7 separate regions of the Mus musculus genome follow, and all the other regions are linked to region 3. A link is a contact called in public HiChIP or PLAC-seq, Micro-C and promoter capture Hi-C data. All regions are on one chromosome and are shown on one strand. The core of a region is the stretch at or near the end of the contact, and the rest is flanking DNA. Distances in the headings are between cores, read along the strand shown. Region 1 has its middle 47 kb from the start of Lonrf2. Region 2 has its middle 69 kb from the start of Lonrf2. Region 3 holds the start of Rev1 (REV1, DNA directed polymerase). Region 4 holds the start of Coa5 (cytochrome C oxidase assembly factor 5). Region 5 has its middle 27 kb from the start of Gm34596. Region 6 holds the start of Chst10 (carbohydrate sulfotransferase 10). Region 7 holds the start of Pdcl3 (phosducin-like 3).

The links. Promoter capture Hi-C pulls out the DNA fragments that hold promoters and counts their contacts. A called contact is a pair of places that touch in the nucleus more often than the background predicts. HiChIP or PLAC-seq counts read pairs in DNA pulled down with a chosen protein or histone mark. Capture Hi-C pulls out chosen DNA fragments and counts their contacts.
Region 1: an H3K4me3 HiChIP or PLAC-seq map of neural tube shows a contact between it and region 3, with 5 times the contacts expected there. The contact joins the enhancer-like site here to the promoter of Rev1 in region 3. A contact is called at or near these places in 19 of 39 promoter capture datasets (the 3T3-L1 cell line, 3T3-L1-derived adipocytes, the C10 cell line and 13 more), 1 of 15 datasets of contacts at CTCF or cohesin (large pre-B cells), 3 of 484 Hi-C or Micro-C datasets (the HPC-7 cell line, cortical neurons and granulocyte-monocyte progenitors), 20 of 115 datasets of contacts at active chromatin or transcription factors (the 230-238 cell line, the NIH/3T3 cell line, the SCID.adh cell line and 14 more) and 1 of 9 other capture datasets (embryonic stem cells).
Region 2: a contact with region 3 is called in an H3K4me3 HiChIP or PLAC-seq map of embryonic limb bud, with 4 times the contacts expected there. The contact joins the enhancer-like site here to the promoter of Rev1 in region 3. A contact is called at or near these places in 11 of 39 promoter capture datasets (the C10 cell line, the HPC-7 cell line, cranial neural crest and 7 more), 1 of 15 datasets of contacts at CTCF or cohesin (large pre-B cells) and 14 of 115 datasets of contacts at active chromatin or transcription factors (SST interneurons, acute myeloid leukemia, embryonic basal ganglia and 9 more).
Region 4: a promoter capture Hi-C map of liver shows a contact between it and region 3, with 5 times the contacts expected there. The contact joins the promoter of Coa5 here to the promoter of Rev1 in region 3. A contact is called at or near these places in 4 of 39 promoter capture datasets (the C10 cell line, erythroid cells, liver and 1 more), 2 of 484 Hi-C or Micro-C datasets (CD4 T cells and embryonic stem cells) and 1 of 9 other capture datasets (liver).
Region 5: a contact with region 3 is called in a Micro-C map of the G1E-ER4 cell line, with 4 times the contacts expected there. The contact joins the enhancer-like site here to the promoter of Rev1 in region 3. A contact is called at or near these places in 2 of 39 promoter capture datasets (both in the C10 cell line), 1 of 484 Hi-C or Micro-C datasets (the G1E-ER4 cell line) and 1 of 115 datasets of contacts at active chromatin or transcription factors (embryonic forebrain).
Region 6: a contact with region 3 is called in an H3K4me3 HiChIP or PLAC-seq map of embryonic stem cells, with 4 times the contacts expected there. The contact joins the promoter of Chst10 here to the promoter of Rev1 in region 3. A contact is called at or near these places in 7 of 39 promoter capture datasets (the 3T3-L1 cell line, cranial neural crest, embryonic stem cells and 2 more), 2 of 484 Hi-C or Micro-C datasets (both in embryonic stem cells) and 4 of 115 datasets of contacts at active chromatin or transcription factors (astrocytes, embryonic forebrain, embryonic stem cells and 1 more).
Region 7: a promoter capture Hi-C map of liver shows a contact between it and region 3, with 2.1 times the contacts expected there. The contact joins the promoter of Pdcl3 here to the promoter of Rev1 in region 3. A contact is called at or near these places in 6 of 39 promoter capture datasets (the 3T3-L1 cell line, 3T3-L1-derived adipocytes, the HPC-7 cell line and 2 more), 1 of 484 Hi-C or Micro-C datasets (embryonic stem cells), 3 of 115 datasets of contacts at active chromatin or transcription factors (astrocytes, epiblast stem cells and trophoblast stem cells) and 2 of 9 other capture datasets (adipose tissue and liver).

What each region holds. Positions count from the first base shown.
Region 1 is chr1:38,788,738-38,791,437 of GRCm38.p6, reverse strand. No RefSeq gene overlaps it. Among named protein-coding and RNA genes, the nearest start is that of Lonrf2, 47 kb to the left of the region's middle. Within about 2 kb of position 1,282, at least 17 of the 459 cell types and tissues checked have an H3K27ac peak or open chromatin away from gene starts, as enhancers often do. A contact at or near this core is called in neural tube, where this site is marked.
Region 2 is chr1:38,766,180-38,768,879 of GRCm38.p6, reverse strand. No RefSeq gene overlaps it. Among named protein-coding and RNA genes, the nearest start is that of Lonrf2, 69 kb to the left of the region's middle. Within about 2 kb of position 1,444, at least 71 of the 459 cell types and tissues checked have an H3K27ac peak or open chromatin away from gene starts, as enhancers often do. A contact at or near this core is called in embryonic limb bud, neural tube and second pharyngeal arch cranial neural crest, where this site is marked.
Region 3 is chr1:38,128,228-38,130,927 of GRCm38.p6, reverse strand. It overlaps Rev1 (REV1, DNA directed polymerase), which reads left to right and starts at 1,262. Exons shown (of 23, transcript NM_019570.4): 1 at 1,262-1,466.
Region 4 is chr1:37,428,813-37,431,512 of GRCm38.p6, reverse strand. Coa5 (cytochrome C oxidase assembly factor 5) reads left to right here and starts at 1,410. Exons shown (of 3, transcript NM_198006.4): 1 at 1,410-1,644. The coding sequence starts at 1,546. It overlaps Unc50 (unc-50 homolog), which reads right to left and starts at 1,374. Exons shown (of 6, transcript NM_026123.4): 1 at 1,020-1,374; 2 at 1-220. The coding sequence starts at 216.
Region 5 is chr1:38,656,478-38,659,177 of GRCm38.p6, reverse strand. No RefSeq gene overlaps it. Among named protein-coding and RNA genes, the nearest start is that of Gm34596, 27 kb to the right of the region's middle. Within about 2 kb of position 1,382, at least 73 of the 459 cell types and tissues checked have an H3K27ac peak or open chromatin away from gene starts, as enhancers often do. A contact at or near this core is called in the G1E-ER4 cell line, where this site is marked.
Region 6 is chr1:38,896,801-38,899,500 of GRCm38.p6, reverse strand. It overlaps Chst10 (carbohydrate sulfotransferase 10), which reads left to right and starts at 1,341. Exons shown (of 7, transcript NM_145142.2): 1 at 1,341-1,611. It overlaps Gm51581, which reads right to left. Exons shown (of 3, transcript XM_030243909.1): 2 at 1,868-2,099; 3 at 551-1,784. The coding sequence ends at 1,151.
Region 7 is chr1:38,986,528-38,989,227 of GRCm38.p6, reverse strand. It overlaps Pdcl3 (phosducin-like 3), which reads right to left and starts at 1,414. Exons shown (of 6, transcript NM_026850.4): 1 at 1,379-1,414. The coding sequence starts at 1,384.

The DNA of each region.
Region 1 (2,700 bases), core at 33-2,532, 660 kb before region 3:
TAGATTCCCTTGCCTGTTCTGACCACAGAGCCCTTCAGAAGTGCCACCAGGGTGCTCCTAGCATGCTTGTCTAGCTAGCATTGGCTATCTGTGTCACTGTCAAAGGCCTGGAGATCTTCCTTACAGAATAAAGGTGTGAGAACCAGCTGGAACCAGGGGACAACATCTCATGAACCATCCTGGCTCACAGTCAATGAGGTCTGTTAAGGGCACAGGGCCAACTCAGAGATGCAAGGACAGAATGCCACTCTCCGCCGAGATGCAGGAGGCTCTTAGAGTCGATCAGCTTTATACAGTACTCTGCTCCCATTCAGGAGAACCGAGGAGCGGTGCCTCAAACTCCCAGGAATTTCTTGGAACATTTCTGCTTCCTGTCACCCTGGGTGCATGCTTTCAAGATGAAAGTGCCTGGCTCTCAAGGGAGACTTCTGTCAGAAAACATGGCAAGAGACCAGTTGAACCACACATTGCCATTTCAATATGGGCACTTAAGGAAGACCAGGAACAGTTGTCCTCCTGATGGGAAAGGTGGTTGTCTAGCCAGGAAGGGGAAGGGGGTGCCAGCAGCCCTTACACAGCACAATGAGGAAGAGAAGACTTGCAGAACAGAAGTGACTCCTGAGATAGCGCTTGTTCAGTGTGGATGGTTGTAGCTAAGTGTAGCTGAAGGATGAGGGGCTCACACCTCTCAGGAAAGCCATTGGGGATATCTGAGGCATAGCTGAGGACGAGGCTAGACCAGACCCTATAGATGCAAACTGTGAGACACAAATGATAGCCCTGGGTCTCTACAACAACACAGCCAAAGATGTTGGCATTCAACTTCCTTTCTACTATTTTCTTTTTCTAAGGCCCCAGAAAACAGATACAGGAATTCCTGTGTGACTGAGAAGCTGTTCTGCTGCTGAGTCATGTACCCTCTCCCCATCCTCCTCAAGTTTCCCCTGAGAAGATAAGTCAACAGGGATCTTGCAAGAGAAACCAGAGGGGCTTAGGGTGGACTGTAGCTAGCACACATAATGCACCTTCCTGGCTCTTATGATTAAGCCCTGCTTGATGGCTGCTGCCCATGCTGCCTGTATACAAGCCCCTGCTCTCTGCTCCTTTTAGCAGAGCTGGCTGAGCCACAGAGAGCTGCCTTGCCTGTGGTCATTCTGCATTCTGAACAGCTCACATCTGAGCCTAATCAATATGGGTCTATCAAGGCTGGGCTCTGCCTGCCACGGGCCATCACCGAGGGATCATTCTGGTGACTGAGCTTATTGATGGCCTGGCATTGTGACTTGACTGCTCCCTTGACCCACACCGCCTCCCCTTCCCTTCCATCAGTGTCAGTTCCAGGGGCTCGCTTTAATAACCATTCTGCGCACCAGAGTCCATCTGGTGCGCTCCAGCTGTAACATCTTTCCCAGCTGCGGAATGTGCAGGCTGCAGCCTGTGGTGAAAACAAAAGCTAGTATCTATCTGAGCAATGCCTACTGGCCGCATCAGAAATGGAGGGGAAGCAAAGCAGTAAACAGTGCTCCCGGATTGTCTCTGCTGTTCCTGTCTCTCGATTCCTGCCTTTGAGCTCCTGCCTAGGGTTTCCTTGAGTATGGACTTGTAAGCTAAAATAAACCCTTTCCTCTTCAAGTTAGTTTTGGTCAGTATTTAAATACAGCAACAGAAAAGCAAACCGATATATCCTCCCTCTACTGTTTGTCAACATCTGGAGTCCACATGGGTTCCCAGTCTTTACATATGCTCATCGATGCTGGAGATTCATGCAGGGTCCTCAAGAGAAAAAAGCCAGTCAGCCTTTCTAGACTGTCTGAGGGGTGTCTAGGGGGAACTGACCAGTCTGTTTTGACTGCTGTTTACCAGGTAGGATTTGGGATTGGATGTTGTCTGGTGTAGTCAAAAGCAAAGGAGGCTCAGCATCCAGGTGTCCCTGGTACAAGGTGAATTTTGAAAAGTGAAAGCAGTTACAGGTATGGCTGACAAGAGCCAGTGGCCACTCAGAAGAGTTCATTGTGGCATTTCTTGCCTGCCCCATGATCTTTAAAGGTAGCATTTCCCTTTTGCATGTGGCCCCCTTTGAATTAATCCTCACAGCCAAATCAACAGAAAGTCTGAGTGTTTGTTTGTTTTTGGAGTTTGTTTGTTTGGTTGGTTTGTATGTTATTTTCTTTTTGGTCAAAGAGAAAGATGGGAGACAGGTGACGAGAAAGGAGGGGAAAAGGAAGAAGTGAGCATCTTTTCAATTAAGTTCTAGTGGGAAGACAGATGAGTAGAGAGGTGTAGCTTGTGCCACCTACTGGAAATTCTGAGGCACTGCAAGGGCAGAAACCAGGGTACTAGCTACAGGTAAGATTTGGATCAAGTAAGATTTGGATGACAAGTTTGAGCTAAGATTCCACAACAAAAGGCTTCACAGTGCTCGCCCAGACCTTCCCAAGACAATTCCCTTCCTTGGAAGACATGGGCAGACTTGCACTTCTGATGGAAGAGGTTAGTTTGAAAGATCTGGTCATAACGACAACTCCATTTTCCCAGTGGGCTACATTGTTAACGTGCCATTATTTCTGCTTAGTCTCCAATTAACAGTATGTCAGAGTCTAGCTGTGAGTTCTCTGTCCTACAATCTCTTTGTCAGTCAGCTAACACAAGGGCTACAGGAGATCTCAAATTTTAAGATTTCTTGGGTGAGTCCTCTTGGGA
Region 2 (2,700 bases), core at 195-2,694, 640 kb before region 3:
GTTTCACCGAGCAAAGACCAGGCTTCTGTGTCAGGTCCTGGCTTAGGAGTAAAGCCAGGAAGAACTCAGGGGGTTCACAGAGAGGCCCTAAACCTGTGGGCCTCAGCAGAGAACTGGGTAGTACTCAGATCACAATTTGCCACATGTGGACAGAACACCAGGAATACATTGTAACTTGCAACATTTTAGAACAGTTAGCAAACAGCTGGATGCCCTGTTCTCAGTGAGTTAGGCCAGAGCGTCAGCAAAGCAGGTTTTGTTATGGAGGTCAGCAGAAAAATAATCGGGTTGAGTACAGCAGTATATTCAAAAGTGCATCTCCATCCAATGCTGTGGGTTGGTTTCACTTCAGAAGCAGAATGAGGAGGAAAAAAAACCTTCTTTAGGAACTTTCCAGAGCTTCAGATATGGAGGGCACCGAAGCAATGCTGCTTTTCCCTCCGCGGCAAAAGACAGGCACATGCTCTGCGCACTCTCACATCACCAACACAAAATTTGCATTAAAAAAAAAATCCTGGGGTTTGTTGTTGGTATTTGGCTTCTAAATGGAAGGGAAAAGGCTGGAAAATGGGTAAGAGTTTTCCCAGAAAAACTCAAGCGAGTCACAAGAAAGCAAAAAGGGGGCATGTAGAGGGGATGCATACGGGCGTGTGTGAGGAGGAGGGTCCGTGACACCCTTAACTAGGTCTAAAGAACAAGTTCTTTCACTTGAAGACAAGGCGAGGTAAGGAGAGAGAAGATGCAGAGAAAGTGATCCTGACCCTTTTAAAAAAGAGGAGCCTCGCAGCGGAGGAAGCAAGTTCTTATTCCCCGCCAGTAGAGGGCACTGTCGAGCAGATTTTGGCTGCTGCTTGGCAAGGGGTCTTGCAGGGAGCGGGGCTGGGGCCAGGAGCGGTGATTGCTCAAGTGGATGGAAGGCGTGTTTCTTAGGGTGCCACTCAGAGTGTATGAATACCAGGGGCGGATTTGCATTTTTAAAAACGTTATGCTAATATATTAATATCTCATAGCAACAGAGAAAAGCTGTGGGCCTTCCATGGAGTCCCCGATTCTCTCCACAAACCCTTCTGACAGGTAGCGATTTATATAAAATGCTCGGAGGAGGCTGTAAGAGATTGTGATACATATTTCATAATATTTTCTAGCACAGCACTTGATCTCACGGGCAGATTCATGAAAATGCAGTATTTATTATACAATATCCATGTTTTATTAAACCTGGTTACATAGCAAGGGAGACATTTGTGGCAGAAGCCTCAAGGCTAAGCTGGGGCTTGGAGGGGGGGGGGCACAAACTCCCAAGAGCCCAAGAAAGAAGCCAGATGTTGAATGGTATCGTGGGCCCAGGGCTCTGTCTATAACCTCCCTCCCATAGCCCTGGGGAGGCCCTAGCTACCCTGATGAAAGGAACGGGCTCACCGCTCTCCCACTGGCCACAGAACTGAGCAGAGTATTAATAACACGTTCAAAGACAGAGGCCCTCTATCTTATCAGAAGTAGAAGGGAGTCTAGCTTGTTATCCAGTCTGCCGCCCCCAACTTATCTTTGGAGCCACATGGTAGAATGCATCCTTCAGTCTCCTCAGCACTGCAAGGCTCCCATCCAACCTGCCCTCCTGGAAACCTTAGAAATCTGAGGAGGGTTTGCTTCACACAGGGCGCTGTGGGCCAGGAATCAATCGGTCTGGCTCCCCTCTGATCTCCCAGGGCTGTGCGCATGCGCATGGGGCCCCAGCAGCTGGGGTAACTCTACTCCCACAACCGTTCCTTTCTTTTCCTGGACAAGATTTATACAGCACGGTTTAGTCTTACACAGACCGACATTCCCGAGGGGAGGGGGGCTGAACTCCCATGGACCACGGCCCTTCTGCTCCCTACAAGCCAGCTTGAAGATGGAGGTTTAGATAAAGCTGGGTTGATACTCAAGGAAATGGGATTTTGTATGAGACAAGGACTCACTTTAAATGACTTGATGGATTGTGTTGACCCTTGAGAGCCAGCGACCTTGCTGCCGCTGTCCATTCTTTCCTGATGAGTTGGGTGGACAGTGTCACAGTGTAAGAGGCCCTCTCCCAGAAGACAAGCGAAAGGTCTTGAAGACCTCTTGATAGAGGTGGGGTCATGAATGGTAGCTGTGGAAAGGATGCTGAGAGAGCAAAACAGCAAATATGCATCCTTCGGGGCTTTGTTTGTTTGTTTGTTTGTTGTTTTTATTTTGTTGGTGAGGGGATTGGCCAGAGGCGTTTCCCAGAAATCAGCCACACACACTGGAGAAGCAGCTGTGCCTTTTCAACTCCGGAGTGTGTGTGTGTGTGTGTGTGTGTGTGTGTGTGTGTGTGTGTGTATGTGTAGGGTGTGCTGAGCCCACAGTGTCTGCCTTTTACTTACCTGAGATGCCAGCTCCAGACAGTCTTGGCCTGGAGGCTGATCTGAATAGTAATCAGTCTCTCCTGTCTCCCTCGCTGTACAAGAACCCAGGACACTAATAGCATCCCCAGGGAGTGCTGCTACTGGGAAGTGTCTGCTGGGTCTGTGGTGTCTGCGGCTGGGGCTCTCAGCTCACCTCATTCATCCTCCTGTGCAGCAGCTAGGATGAAAAGGATTTTCAACTTAGTTGGCAGCTTCATTAAAAGAAAAAAGGAAAGGAAGGAAGGAAGAGAAAAAGGAAGGAAGGAAGGAAGGAAGGAAGGAAGGAAGGAAG
Region 3 (2,700 bases), core at 13-2,512:
TCCGAACACAAGCTGGTGGTGTTGCAGCTCGTTCTGAAACTCCTGCAGTTACACTGTATCTAGCTCTTCAATTGTGGGTCCAGAGAAACAGAGCTGGGAGGGAATACTGAAGTTGAATTCATAAAGGAGAGCGAGCAAGTGGAGCAAAGGGGGAGAGGTTAAAATCGAGACAGATATATATATTTCCCATGTACATATACATACACAGAAAGAGAGAGAGAGATTTCGATTATCTCCTGTCTCTCTGGGAAAGGAACCTCAGGTTTGCAAAGTCAGTTTTAAAAAGAGTACTACTGTTTTCTAAGTGCCTGCAAACTCCTTTCAAAAGTCTTAAGGTGGGGAAGGAACAAAAGTGTTCAGTCTAGGGCGAGGAGTTGGTTGGCTTAATGTTTGAGCATTCCAACAATAAAGACTATCACAATAACCATGCAGTCTCCCATTGAACAGACACTACAGAGGCGGGGGAAATGGGCCTTAAGAGACTGTTTTTTTTCTTTTTTGCTAGGTGTATTTAACATCCACGAATAAATTGTGTAGCTGCTGGTTTTTTGTTTTTGTTTGTTTGTTTTTAACCATCACAAGGGAAAGCAATTTTCTTCAGGTCTGTGTGTTGCAAGTGGGAAAGGCAGGTAGAGCACAGGACCGGCAGTGGTAAGATTGTGAGGGACGTCGTGTCTGGACACAGCCTAGCTGGCTGCCAGCAAGTGACCTGGCATTCCCGCAGACCCGTGTGGGCCGCGGTTCTCCGCTCGCCGACCGAGCATGTGCTAGCCTGTGAGCGTCCTGGCCGCCGCTAGGTGGCGCCGCACATCAATCGGAGCGCGGTGCGGCGACGCGTTTCGCGCCTCGGCCGACCCTGCGCGGTCGTCTACCCGGTTAGTCCCGGCACCCGCGCCCTCCGCGGCGGCTGGGGAGCCCGGGCGGGGCGGGGCGGGGCGGGGCACGGCGGGGCGCGGCTGCGCGTCGCTGCAGCACCATTAGCTAGCCGGCCCCGGCGGGAGGCAGCGTGGTGATGCGGCGGGTCCCGCGCCACCTCCGCCCAGCCAGCCGCACGGTCACGTGCAGCCGAGGCGCTGCTCTCCACCCCCCCTCCCCGCGGGCGCCGGCGCGAGAGGAGGGCGGGGCCGGGGTCGCCTCGGGCCGGGCGCGAGCAGCGCGCGTGCGCCGCGCCCGGTGAGTGCGTGCGGGGCCGGGCCAGCGGGCCGCGGTGTGGATGGGAGGGGGAGCCGGGCGCGCGCCAGAGGAGCGGCGGGGGAGGGGCGGAGCTGCCGCGGAGGCGCGAGGCGGGCGCAGCGACTGAGGGAGCGTGGGCCGCGGTGCGGTGCGGTGCGGCTGGGCGGCCGCCTGACCGGTTGCCTTCCCCGGCGTTCCCCTCAGCCGCGGGGAGGACACTGAACGACGGCGGCGCCCGCGAGGCCCGAGGAAGCGGCTGGGCCCGGGCATGGTGGCCTGGGGCGGCGCGGAAGGTGAGCGACCCCCGGGCCGGCGGGTGGGGGAGGGGTACCGAGCCTCCGCCGTCCCCGCCTCCGCCGCACGAGCGGCCCGAGGCGCCGAGGCCGGGGGCTCGCGGTGCTGCCGCGAGGCCTCCTGCCTGCCGCGCCGCGTCGCCCCTGCGCCTCCGGCCGCCGGGTTATGTAACGCGTGACCTCCCGTTCCCGCTCCACACCCGGCGCTCCGTCGCGCGCCGATCGGGGCGCCCGCGGCCCTGCCTCCGAGTCCCGCCGCTGGCGTCGCAAGTCACCGGTTCCTCCTGCGCCGGCGCCTGGCCGGCCATTCATTCCCTCGCGCGTTCGAGTGTCCGCTCCGCCAGCGTTTGCAGAACGTGGCAGGGGGCACCCGGGGCCCGCGCCGCGGGTCTTCGCTCGTCCCCGGTGCATCGGCTTCTCCCCTCTGCCTTGCTCTTAGGCATCCCGGAGGCAGTGTTTCTCTCACTCCTTTTCCCTTGTCACTTATCTGTCCCCTTCATGTGCAGGACACCTGTCCCCAAGTGTTTGTACAGGTGCTCAGTTCACACTTGGGTGTGCTGTTATAATAACAGTCGGGGTGCACCGAGGGGGCACTTGTTTGTTTGGAGACTCTTCCTGTCCCGGGTTTGCAAAGCCCGGACTTTCCTGTAGTATCGTTCCTTGATTGTTTAAAAAAACACTACAGGTGATACATGCCTAGGATTTCACCGTGTGTTTTTTGGTGTTTCTTGGGTATAAAGTAGAAATGGTATGTAGATAAAAACAAGAGACCTCATAAAAAGGATTTGTAACTATTAAGGGCTATGTAACAGCTCTTAAATTATTTGCTTGGTCTCTGGCTTCTCTAGTACCTGTTCTTCCTTTACGTAGAGTAATAATACCACAATCTTGTTCCTATGGAGTGCGCATTAGCTCAGCTTAGCAAGACTCCATAAGTTTGCTTTCCCATATTGACCGGGCTTTGCCCAGGCAAATGCTGCTAGAATACCCTTCCGGCCCTTCCAGTGCTACCTGTGATGGACACTTGGAAGCTTACCTGGAGCTCTCCATCCAGGACTTCAGTCTGCACGAGTGCACTCGTTCATTGCTTAGACTACTTACTTGCCATTTTTCTTGAATTTCTGTTTTCTTGTTTGTGTCTTGTAGGTCCTTTGAGGTCAGTATGTACCAAAATCGTGTATCTTGTCATGAAACTTTACTCCTTTTTATGGTAAATAATGCATATTTGTTCATT
Region 4 (2,700 bases), core at 161-2,660, 700 kb after region 3:
TTGCTTCCGGTAGTGAAAGTTTCTATAAACCCTCTGAGGAGAGGTAAACAGGTAGAGCATCTGCCATGCAGCAAACTCAAAGTCCATCTGCCGAAATCGAAAGAGCCTTCTGAGGTACTTGTAGCGTTTTGCTCCAGCCGTGTGCCTTGCTGCATCCCTGGAATTTAATACTCCATTCCCGTGCATCGAAGAACTCAAGGAAGTACTTGGTAGCATCTTCCTAGATGGAATGAGAACATTTCTCTTAGATGTAATCTTAAATGTAATTATTTGGCTACTAGAACTCCTCGTCAGCGCTATGACGTTTTCTCTTGCCACCTTCAGAAAGGATTAGGGGCCAGAAGCTATAGAGTTGGTTCTGGGGCTTGTCTAGGGGCTGGCCAAGGGTAATGCCATCAAGGCAGTACCACAAACTCCTGTATCACCTGAAACAAGCACTTAACTTCAGTCGATGGTTTCCCAACCTTCACCTCAATCAAGCCTTTGACAGCTGCAGTAGCTCACTACTGATAATGGAGGCCAAGGAAAAAGCAGCACAAGGGGGTGTGCAATGACGTCCTCATTAACACGGGACAATGACCGAACACTGGTTCAAAATTCCGTGTTTGTAATGACCAAGATTTAAAACAAACAAAAAGTTTAATCTAAAAGCAAGGTTACTGAAAAAGTAAGACACACAGTTTATTTGTACAAGTCCATCGGCGATGGCCAGCAAGTCCCTGGTTATTCAGAATGTGACAATAAAAATTACACTCCTTGATGGTTTTACTCCTAGGATGGCTGGGTAGGAGGAATAACAGCGCGAAGGGGCCAGTCCAACTAGTCCGAAGCTAAATGACTGCTGGTCACCGCCCAGCCTACCTGCCCTCCGCGGCGCGGCGCGGCGCCCCGCCCCGCCAGCAGGTCTCCATTACCCCAAGCCTCTGTCAACTAAAAATACAAACGGCCCAGTGACATTTGACTTAAGAACAAGCAACGACAAGGTTTCAGGGTGTGTGTCTCCTTGCAAAATTTCAGACCTGCTTAGAATAGAAAAACGGCTCTAATCCTGCGATTCCCACGTAAGCGGCTGTCTTTGGTTTTACCCAGCAGCTCCACGGCGGGCCTAGGACTCGAGCTGCCGGGCGCCGGCCGGTCCCTCGCCCAGCCGCTGAGACGCCAGGTCGCGAGCTAACCGTGGAAACGGCCGACGGCACGAACGCCACCCTGCGCACACAGAGCAGGCCGCACCTGAAGGCCCTCGAGGCCTCGTCCTGGGCCCGGGACTACCGCCACCTTCCCAGGGCAGCCGAGCCCAGCCGCCGCTGGGGCCACTTCCCTTCCCGCTACGTAGCCCGCACTTGCGGCGCTCTGTATTTACGTTACGGACACGCACTTCCGCCACGCGTGCGCATACCCTGAAGAGTCGCACTCCTGGCGGAAGTTGTTGAGACTTTCTCCCACCCTCGCCGGTAGCTTGCCAGTGGGCGTGTCCCACGCCCTTCCGGGCCGTGCGGGGTGACCGAGGGCCGTGATCCAGTGTGGTGAGGGCGGTGGGTCCCCGCCATGCCCCGGTATTATGAGGACAAGCCGGAGGGCGGCGCGTGTGCGGGCGTGAAGGAGGATCTGGGTGCATGTCTGCTGCAGTCTGCCTGTGTGCTCCAGGTAGCGGATCTGGGTGGCAGAGCTCAGTCAAGACTGGCTCCATGATGGCCTGCGAGGGGAGGTCACGTCGAGGGTAGAGGTCGCGCGTCCGCTCCTGACTTTGGACAGGTCTCTTGAGCTCGCATCCCCAGTTCTTACTGGTGTTAAGTGGGAGATAACTTACTACCCACCTAAGGATTTTGTAAACCTTCAGCCAGCTCTGTTCAGGAAGCGATCCCTGAGTGCTGGCACGCGCCACCAGAGACTCCCACTCTAAGGGCAGCTGCCAAGGCCTGTGCCTGCGCCGCATGGCTACTTGATCTGTGGTGGAGAGTTTTGGTTCCTTGGCTTCTAGAATATGGAAGTATCTCATGGTGTGCCATAGTTTCTCTCTGCCGATCTTTAACCTATCTTAAACCTATAGCATTGCATTCTGGGAGGAATTCAACATAAGCCTTTATACTATGTGCTGCCTTGGGAAACAGGCGAGGAATGAGAAGGGCTCAGAGAAACGTAGGGTATGAACTCAGATGATCACAACGTACCTTCCAGTGGGGGATAGTGAGGAGAAAGGGGAGTGGGGAGAAGGTTCAGAACTTTCTCAAAAATAGACTTCTTAAGATTTTATGACTCTTGGAAAACCAGAAAAGTTGAAACTTCCAGAGGGAACTCAGTATGGTTTTCCCATTACTGACCTTGACCTCAGAAGAGCAAGGCCTCTTGCCCGCTGACTCATCTCTCCAGCCCCTCCACCTTATTACTTGAGATAGCATGTCAGTGGACCTAATTGGCTAGCCTAACCAGATCTGCTTGGCTCCACTCCCATTCTGGGATAAACGACTTCTGCCACCATGCCCAGCTCTTTATGTGGGTGCTGAACTGGGAGCTCTCATGCACAGCAAGCATTTTCTTTACTTAGCCACTTTGCCAGCCCCTCCCTATTAACATTTATATACAGAGTTTAGTACTAACACTAAAAGGTCTTTATTTTAACACATCCAATTCATGGTTCTCATCCATAGGAAGGCTTATACAAACATTGACGATATGTCCTAAAAATCTTAGGCTCTGGGGGCT
Region 5 (2,700 bases), core at 133-2,632, 530 kb before region 3:
GAAGAACTAAGTACCAGGAAACAGGCCTGAAGGGGGAAAAATTCTGCAGAATCAGCTAGGGATTTCATATGAATGACTCAGCACTTACTAAGCAAATTTATATATAAAAATAAAGTGAGGGTCATCTAATCTCAATGATTAGAGCACAGGCTGCTCTTTCAGAGGATGTGGGTTCAATTCCCACCATCTACCTGGAAGCCCCCAATCATCTGTAATTCTAGACACAGGGACTCTAACACCCTCTTCTAGCTTACAAACACACCAGGCACACATGTGGTGCACAGACATACATGCAAGCAAAACACCCATGCATGTAAAGAAATAATTTAAATACATATGTGGTAAAAGGTTAAATTAAATTTAAATCCCCATCTATTTAAGGAGGGAAGGGACTTCACAGGATTGCAATGAAAACTCCTGATGAATGTTAGAGACTTGCCTAGCTGTATTTGGAAAAGGAAGAAAAGCAGGGTGCAGTATTTGCCTTGTCAAAGACAAAACTCAAGTGGTCATGTAGTCCCAGGTGATAAACATATCTCTGGAAGAGAGAAACACATTGGTGCTCGCCCACGCACATGAAAGTTTAGTCCATGAGAAAGGACTCTTTTTGAGTCAGCCAGAGCAAGACAGGGGCAGGAGATCAAGCCTGGCGGATCCTCATGAGACTTGATTCTTTCGCCCACATGGCACAGATAATCTGCATCTCAGACGCCTTGTCTTGGCTCTCCAGAACGTCGTTTTCTTGGTTCGTTCCTCGGCTCCAGCACTTCCATATCTCTCAGTGATGGAGATCCTCTGACCACTCTACTCCATAGACCCTGCATTCACTCCCCAGCTGACCCCATCTCCATATGACCTGTAAAGCCCTGCAGCCTCCATCTCTCTCCTGACATGAATGCGCTGTCCTGCTGCACGTAGCCTCACCGTTGAGTGTGCTTTCTGCTTCATGATCTTAACATCATTTCCCTAACAACACCCCGGCTTCTCCTGCAGTTTCATGACATCTCCATAAAAGCTCCATTCTCATCCATCAGGCCAGCAACTCGGAGCTGTCCTCCTCTCCCGCTACTTTCCTTCTGTGTCCTCATGTGATCTGATTGGCCAGCACATCCCATCCACAGGTGCCTTGATCTGTGTCCACATTCAAATCGGTTTTCACTCTCCCTGCCTCTACTTCCTGTATTCAAGACCAGAAGTCAAAATCCAGCCTGTTCTTCAAACTCAGCTCCCACTTTACCCACTCCTCCTCTCCCACTCGGTTCTCAGCCCAGACCAAGAGGAATTCTTGTAAAACTAAGTCATAACATATGATTGCTCAGAACTCTCCAGTGGAAAACCTCGCTGCCTCAACGTCTGTTACTGTGTAAGCAACCAGCTAAAACCACAGCCCAAAACACCCTTTGAGGGCGGTCCCCAGGGCTCCGACTCCCTTTCACCGCAGGTTCCAGATCTGGAGGCAGCTGCTGCCAGAACAGTGAAAACAGAGGGTTCGGTTGTCCTTGTTTCTGAAATGTAGTGGTTTAACTTACACAGGTCATCAGCAACAGTGTTTTAGTTTGCTCAAAGCATCATAGATTAGGACTTTCATCAGCACAGGGACTGGAGAGATGGCTCAGCATTGTTTACCTTACAAAGGGATGGAGTTGGTTCCCCGAATCCTTGCAGAGTGGCTCATAAACCACCTGTGACTCCAGCTCCAGGAATCCAATACCTTCTTCTAGACTCTGCTCATGCTGCACATATGTTCAGACACACGTTCATGTGTGTGCACAGACGGAGATAATTCAAAGTAAAAAATAAATCTTAAAAAAAAAAAAAACTCTCAGTGGTTTGGAGCTGGCTGGAACCCCCTTCCTCCATGATGATGGCTCTCTCTATCATCTATCTACCTATTTATCTATCATCCATCATTTATTTATCTATCTATAATCTATCATCTAACTATCATCCATCATCTATCTATCTATCTATCTATCTATCTATCTATCTCATTTTTCCATCATCCATCTACCCATTTATCTACATATCTATAATCTATTATCTTCTTACCACCTATCATCTACTTATCTATCATCTATATGTCTATCATCTATCTATCTATCTATCTATCTATCTATCTATCTATCTATCATCTATCATCTATCATCTATCATCAATCATCTATCTAGCATCTATCTTCCAGAGCTCATGTTGTGGCTTGGGCTTCTCATTTCACCATCATCGAAGGTAGTTGCATTTTTTCTATTGGCTTCTTAGAAGCAGGAGGCACATGAAACAACTTGCTAACCCTTTCCTGGTCTTTTGTTGTTGTTGTTGTTGGTGGTGGTGGTGGTGGTGCTGGTGGTGGTGGTTGATGTGCACAGGAGACCTGTCCGGTATGGAGATATGGAGAGCGTCTACGTCCTCATGGGATCATGGCTTGATTGTAACATTATCAAAGCTTCCTTGGCACACTGCAGGGCTGTCTTCGGGAAACTGCGTATTGTGCTCTTCAGGTACAAAGCATAGAGCCCTTACATGACAAACGCTGGGGTTAACTTCTTCTAGTTCCCTCTGCCCCACTTGTGGCACTTCCCACTCATGACTTCTTCAGTGTGTATTCACTTAGTTTTGAGACAGGAGCTCATGTGGCTCACCTGGCCTTCAGCTTACTAGACAGCCTTGGAGCACCTTGTGATCAGTCTCCTGCCTCCACCTGCC
Region 6 (2,700 bases), core at 92-2,591, 770 kb before region 3:
AGATGAGGGAGGGACTGAGGAGTCAGGAGGTGAGGTGGGCAAGGGCTGGCCAGCCATTGTCAGGACAAAAGTCAGTCATAATCTTCATAAATTGGGCCTTTTAAAAGTCACAGCTTCTGAGTGAAACGTACAGAAACTGGACTTCTGAATCACACAGAAGCTGTCTTCTCGGAGCCTGGCCCAGTACTCCTGGGCAGGAGAACAGCCTTGGAGATAATGGGGTCTACTCCCCATTCACTGTCTGTGTTGTGTTCCTGGGGAGGCTTCCTGTCTGCAGATGACTCCTTCTGACTGAGATAAGTTCACTGAGAAACCAACCCTGCCAGTTTGTAAAAGTTTTTCTCCAGACATTTCTTAACCAGTTCTCTCTCTCTCTCTCTCTCTCTCTCTCTCTCTCTCTCTCTGTGTGTGTGTGTGTGTGTGTGTGTGTGTGTGTGGAGAGAGAGAGAGAGAGAGAGAGAGAGAGAGAGAGAGAGAGACATTCTCTGTGTAGACCTGGTGGAAGTTGCTCTGTAGACCAGGCTGGACTAGAACTCAAGAATTTGCCTACCTCTGCCTCCCTATACTGGGATTAAAGTGAGCCACCATGCCCAGGTAACCAATCAGGGTTGTTAAGAAACTATGAATGGGGCTGGAGAGATGGCACAGCAGTTAAGAGGTGGTACCACCTTTGCAGAGGACCTGAGTTCAGTTCCTAGCACCCACACTGAGTAACTCACAATTCCCTCTTAAGTCTTGCTGGAAGGGATCCCACACTTTTCCTGACTCTGTGGGCCCTATATTCAAGTATACACACCCACACAGAGATGCAAACATAAAAATAATAAAAGTAATTTTAAAAAATCTATGGATAGAGGAAGGTGTGGTACCTAGCATTTACCATGCCCTGCATCCCTGAGGCTGAGAAAGGAGGATTGCCTCACGCTGGAGTCCAACCTGAGCTTCGGAGTGAGTTACAGGTAAGCCTGCACTCCATTGAGGCATGGTCTTTTAAAAAAGAAAAAACAAAATAAAACAGAATAGAAACAAATGCAAATAACTAAGGAAGAATAAAGATTTGTACTATACCAAAGCTCAAGCGATCTGACCTTTCCTCAGGTCAAAAAAAATTTTTTTTTTTAAAGAATGATTGTTGATCTACTTATGTGTTTCATTGTCGTTGACATTGTTGCGTTTTCCTAAGTTTTGGATTTCCTTTGCCTTCTCCAAGGTGTTTTCTGCGCGGTGCGGCTGGGTTGCTGCATCTGTACAATTTCTCCACAGGCCAATGGGGACCAGGAGGCCTGGGATGGTGGGTGCGCGGTGCGTCCTCCTGGCTTCCTGCAACGTGGACGCGCGCGCGCGTGCACAGCGGTGGCGGCGACGACGCGCAGGACCAGGCCCACACTCCCGGGCGGCAGTGGGCGGCGGTCTTGCACCCCGAAGCTCGCACGCGCCCGGCTTCCTCCTTCCGGCGTGGCTGCACCCCTGCACCCTGCAGGAGGGTAGGCGGGTAGCGGTGCGGAGGTCTGGGCAGAGCCCGCCTCCGGGGCTCCGGGGACGCCCACAGGCCCCGCGAGGCCCGAGCAGAGCGCCAGCGGCTGGGAGGAGCGCGAGCGCCGATGTACGAGGGTGAGCTGGGAACTCGGGGGTGGCGGGTCTCAATGAAGTGCTGTCCCCCACCCCTTTGCCGGGTAGACAGAAGGGTGGTGGACTCGGTTTTCCTCAGCGAGCTACCTCGGTGTGTGCTGTGGCGACTTAAAGACGTCCCTGGATGGAGAGATTCCTGGGAAGAGCCTTCATCACTTAATTATGCAACGAGGCGGCGTCCTTGTGCTGGATGCAGTGATGAATGGAATCGATGATACTTGAACCATCCATCGTCTACCTTTGCCACCCTGGGATGGAGACTTGCGTTTGTAAATGTGGGGTGGGGTGGAAAGAGGAGAATGTTTTCCCACTTGGGTCCCAGGAGCGTGCTGGGAAGGAGGACTGGAGGGAGGAACCTGTGCAGCCTTTGCGAAGGAGCGCACGGTTGAGCGCGGCTCCCGGGGCGCTAGGGGAAGGAGTTCTGCCTGCGAGCAGGTCCTGCTTGCTGGCCCATACCTTCACCAAGAGGTCTGTCAGAAGTTGGAGGTCTAGGCATCAATTACTGCACTTTCTGGCTGGAAAGATGAAACAGGTTTTCCAAAAGCTGGTGCTTTTTCGTTCTCCAAGTCTATTCAAGGCAGGAAAGGGCAGGGCAGTGAATACAAAGTAGCTCAGCCAGGCAGGTTCTGGTTAGCCACAAGGAGTTGGGTTTTTGCGCTGGTCTATTGGAACTGCCAGAGCAGGATATGTCTTGAGACATTCTTAAAGTGAGACAGCTCAGCTTCGTTCCCGCTTGCTGATCACTAGCCACGACTTCATCTTTTCTAAGTGACTGGGTTAAAAAGAAAAGACACAAAGAGAGAAATGACTTTCTACCTTCAGTGGTCCCCAGGATAATTAGGACATAGTTTATCTTAAAGCAGAATTGGAGTTTCAAGATGAAAAGAAAAATCTTCACATGTTTGCTCTTGACCCTCAAGAACAGAAGAAATTCCCAAGAAAGCCGCCCCCTCCCGGAAAGGAAAATAGAGTTTTGTTTGTTTGTTTGTTTGTTTTGTTTTTGCAAAGTTGAACAAAGAGCATCAGAAAACACTTGCAAGTATTCTGTGCCACTTGCAGTAATATTTGGGT
Region 7 (2,700 bases), core at 165-2,664, 860 kb before region 3:
TCCACCAGTTCCCCTTCCTTGAGAAGTGACCGCCAACGATACAGCAAACACTGTCTTAACCAGAAACCTGCGCATTTCAGCTTCAGAAAAAACAAACAAACAAACAAAACCCCAAAACACCAGGAGACGACTGGCTAACCCTACATAAACCATGAAAGGTGTCTGCTTGAAGCTGGGCCTCTCTAAACAACAGGTCAGAGCTACGCAACGATACAGCAAACACTGTCTTAACCAGAAACCTGCGCATTTCAGCTTCAGAAAAAACAAACAAACAAACAAAACCCCAAAACACCAGGAGACGACTGGCTAACCCTACATAAACCATGAAAGGTGTCTGCTTGAAGCTGGGCCTCTCTAAACAACAGGTCAGAGCTACGCACTAATTAAAGAAGGTTTATCTGAGTCCTGAGAACTCTTCCCCAACGAGAGGAACCTGGAGACCAAAGGAAGTTACATTCCAGGCAGAGGGACCTGAAAATGCAAAAACGCTGTGACATGCTGACTGACCATCTGTCTGTCCTGAGAGCCTGCAGTAGACTTGGGGAAGAGGAAGACTGTGGCTAGACCCACAGACTTCCCTAAGCTTTAGAGTCTAAAGGATAAATCTGAGAATAGCAGACGCCTGGCCTGCTCCAGAGTCACTCCTGACGGCTAATGTTTAGTAAGCACAAAATACTAGGTATATCCCTTTACTTGAGCCTGTTCTTGCCTCCCAGGTGTAGGTGTGGCCGGCTTGCTGAATGTGTAGATGACCACCCCCTCCAGTCCCCAAGGTCTGTCTCTTAAGCCGGAGCCCACAACTACACGGTCCATCTACCCTCCATCCAGACTCTTCAGAATCCTTAAACACAGCCACATAGAAGGTTGGCGACAAAGTGGCTGACGCATACTTTTGCTCTTCTAAGGCTATTCCGATGCGGTTCTCTAACACACTTTCTTTGGGCTTTTGTCTAATTCCAGCTCAAAAAAGGAAAAAAAATTGCTAAGGAGTTCCACCTTTCTTCATATTAGAAATTAACAATAGTCGTGAGGCCTAGAGTTCAGATCTGGAAACCAGAAAGCACTCCCAACGGACCATCTAGAGTCAGCTCTAGATGGCAGGAGGGTCGGGGCCTTCATCAGGCCTGGAGGAGAACGAGCCCAAAGTCCGGTGCCTACCAAAGGACAGAGATTTGCGGGGCAGGACGCACCGGAGCAGGAGTGCCCAGCCCAGGAGGCCGGAGGGACCGCACCCGCCCTCTCGCAGTGCGCCTGCGCCGGGCCTCCCCGCAGTCCGCCGAGTTCTGTAACTAATCCATGTAGACCCGGCTCCGGGTCTGGCGCGAGCCCACCAAGCCAAACGACCGCAGACTTGGGGTCCCGAGCTCGCCACACTCACCTGCATCTTGCCTTCAGTCACTCAAACCAGCCCTCTGCCCCAGCCCCTCCGCTCCTCTCCGCGCACGCGCGGCACCGCCCCCTCCGGTCTTCTCCCCGCCCCCAGGCACGAAAAGGGCGGAGCCAAGGAGGAAGTGAAGACTGGAGTCTGCGCCTGGTCCTCAGGAACCCGGGCGAAGGCTGAGAGCGTTGGAATGACAGGCCGTGCCTCCGGTGGGTGGGACTATAGGGTGACGTCATTCGGGCCATGTCCAGGCGCTACCTTGTTAGGGAAAGTGGCTGGTTGTTTGGGGCTGACCCGAGGTAAGCATAGGTTCTGCGACTTCCCGGGCCGCCAATCGGAGCCTGTCGGAAGCAGAATTGCCTGACAGTGACCCGATGCTAGGATTAAAAGTGACCCGGGTCACCTGGAGGTCACACACCTTCTCTGTTGAATGGGATGAATTGCTTATTGGGTTTGTTTACTGAGCTCACTGGGTTTGTTTAGAGCATAGTCTAACCTCTGCGGTTACAGCATCAGATTTGAGAAACCGGTGGAGTGGGGAACGCCTGGGCTCCACGCCCCTTCACCCTCACAAAAGGAAAAGGCCACAGTGAGAATCATTTTCTCTGGTTAATACCAGACTCGTGTGACCCTGAGCAAAAGCACAGGCTCCAGGGCGATCCACAGCATTCGGAGCTGGAACTGAGAGCACGGGAGTTAAAAGGCCTTCCACAGCCCTGGACTACCTTGCTGCCTCTGCTCAAGCACACACCGTGGGTACACTTTGGAATTACCAAGGAGCTTTCAAAACTGCAGGTGTCTAGGTGTGGTAGTTCACATCTATAATTCCAATACTCAGGAGACCCAGCCAGGGCTAGAGAGTGAACCTCTGTCTATAAAAACAAACAAAAACTACAGTTACACTAAGGTGTTATTTCCAGACAACTTAAATCCCTGCAGCTGAGGACTCGGAACTGATAATTTCTGGGGAATAATCACTAATATAGAAAAAAAATTACACTATTCCCTGAAAAAAACAAGGAGCATGGATTTAATTTAACCCAACACATTCCAACCAGATTACAGACAGACCTTTTAAAGTGTTAATTAATTTGCCTAGTGTTGTGAATGAATTTTCCCAGTTTTCACTTCCAAAATCAGTTTGTGAGATAGTTTAACTTGAGGGACTTTGATCACAGGCTTCTCTCCACCGCACAGCAGTAAAGCAGGTGTGGTTTGCCCTTTCCTTGCTCCAGGTGGATCCACTGAAAGATGTATCCTGGTGTATTGGAAATAATGTTCCCAGTTGCTTTTTACAGCAGGTGTGCTTCAGAACAATC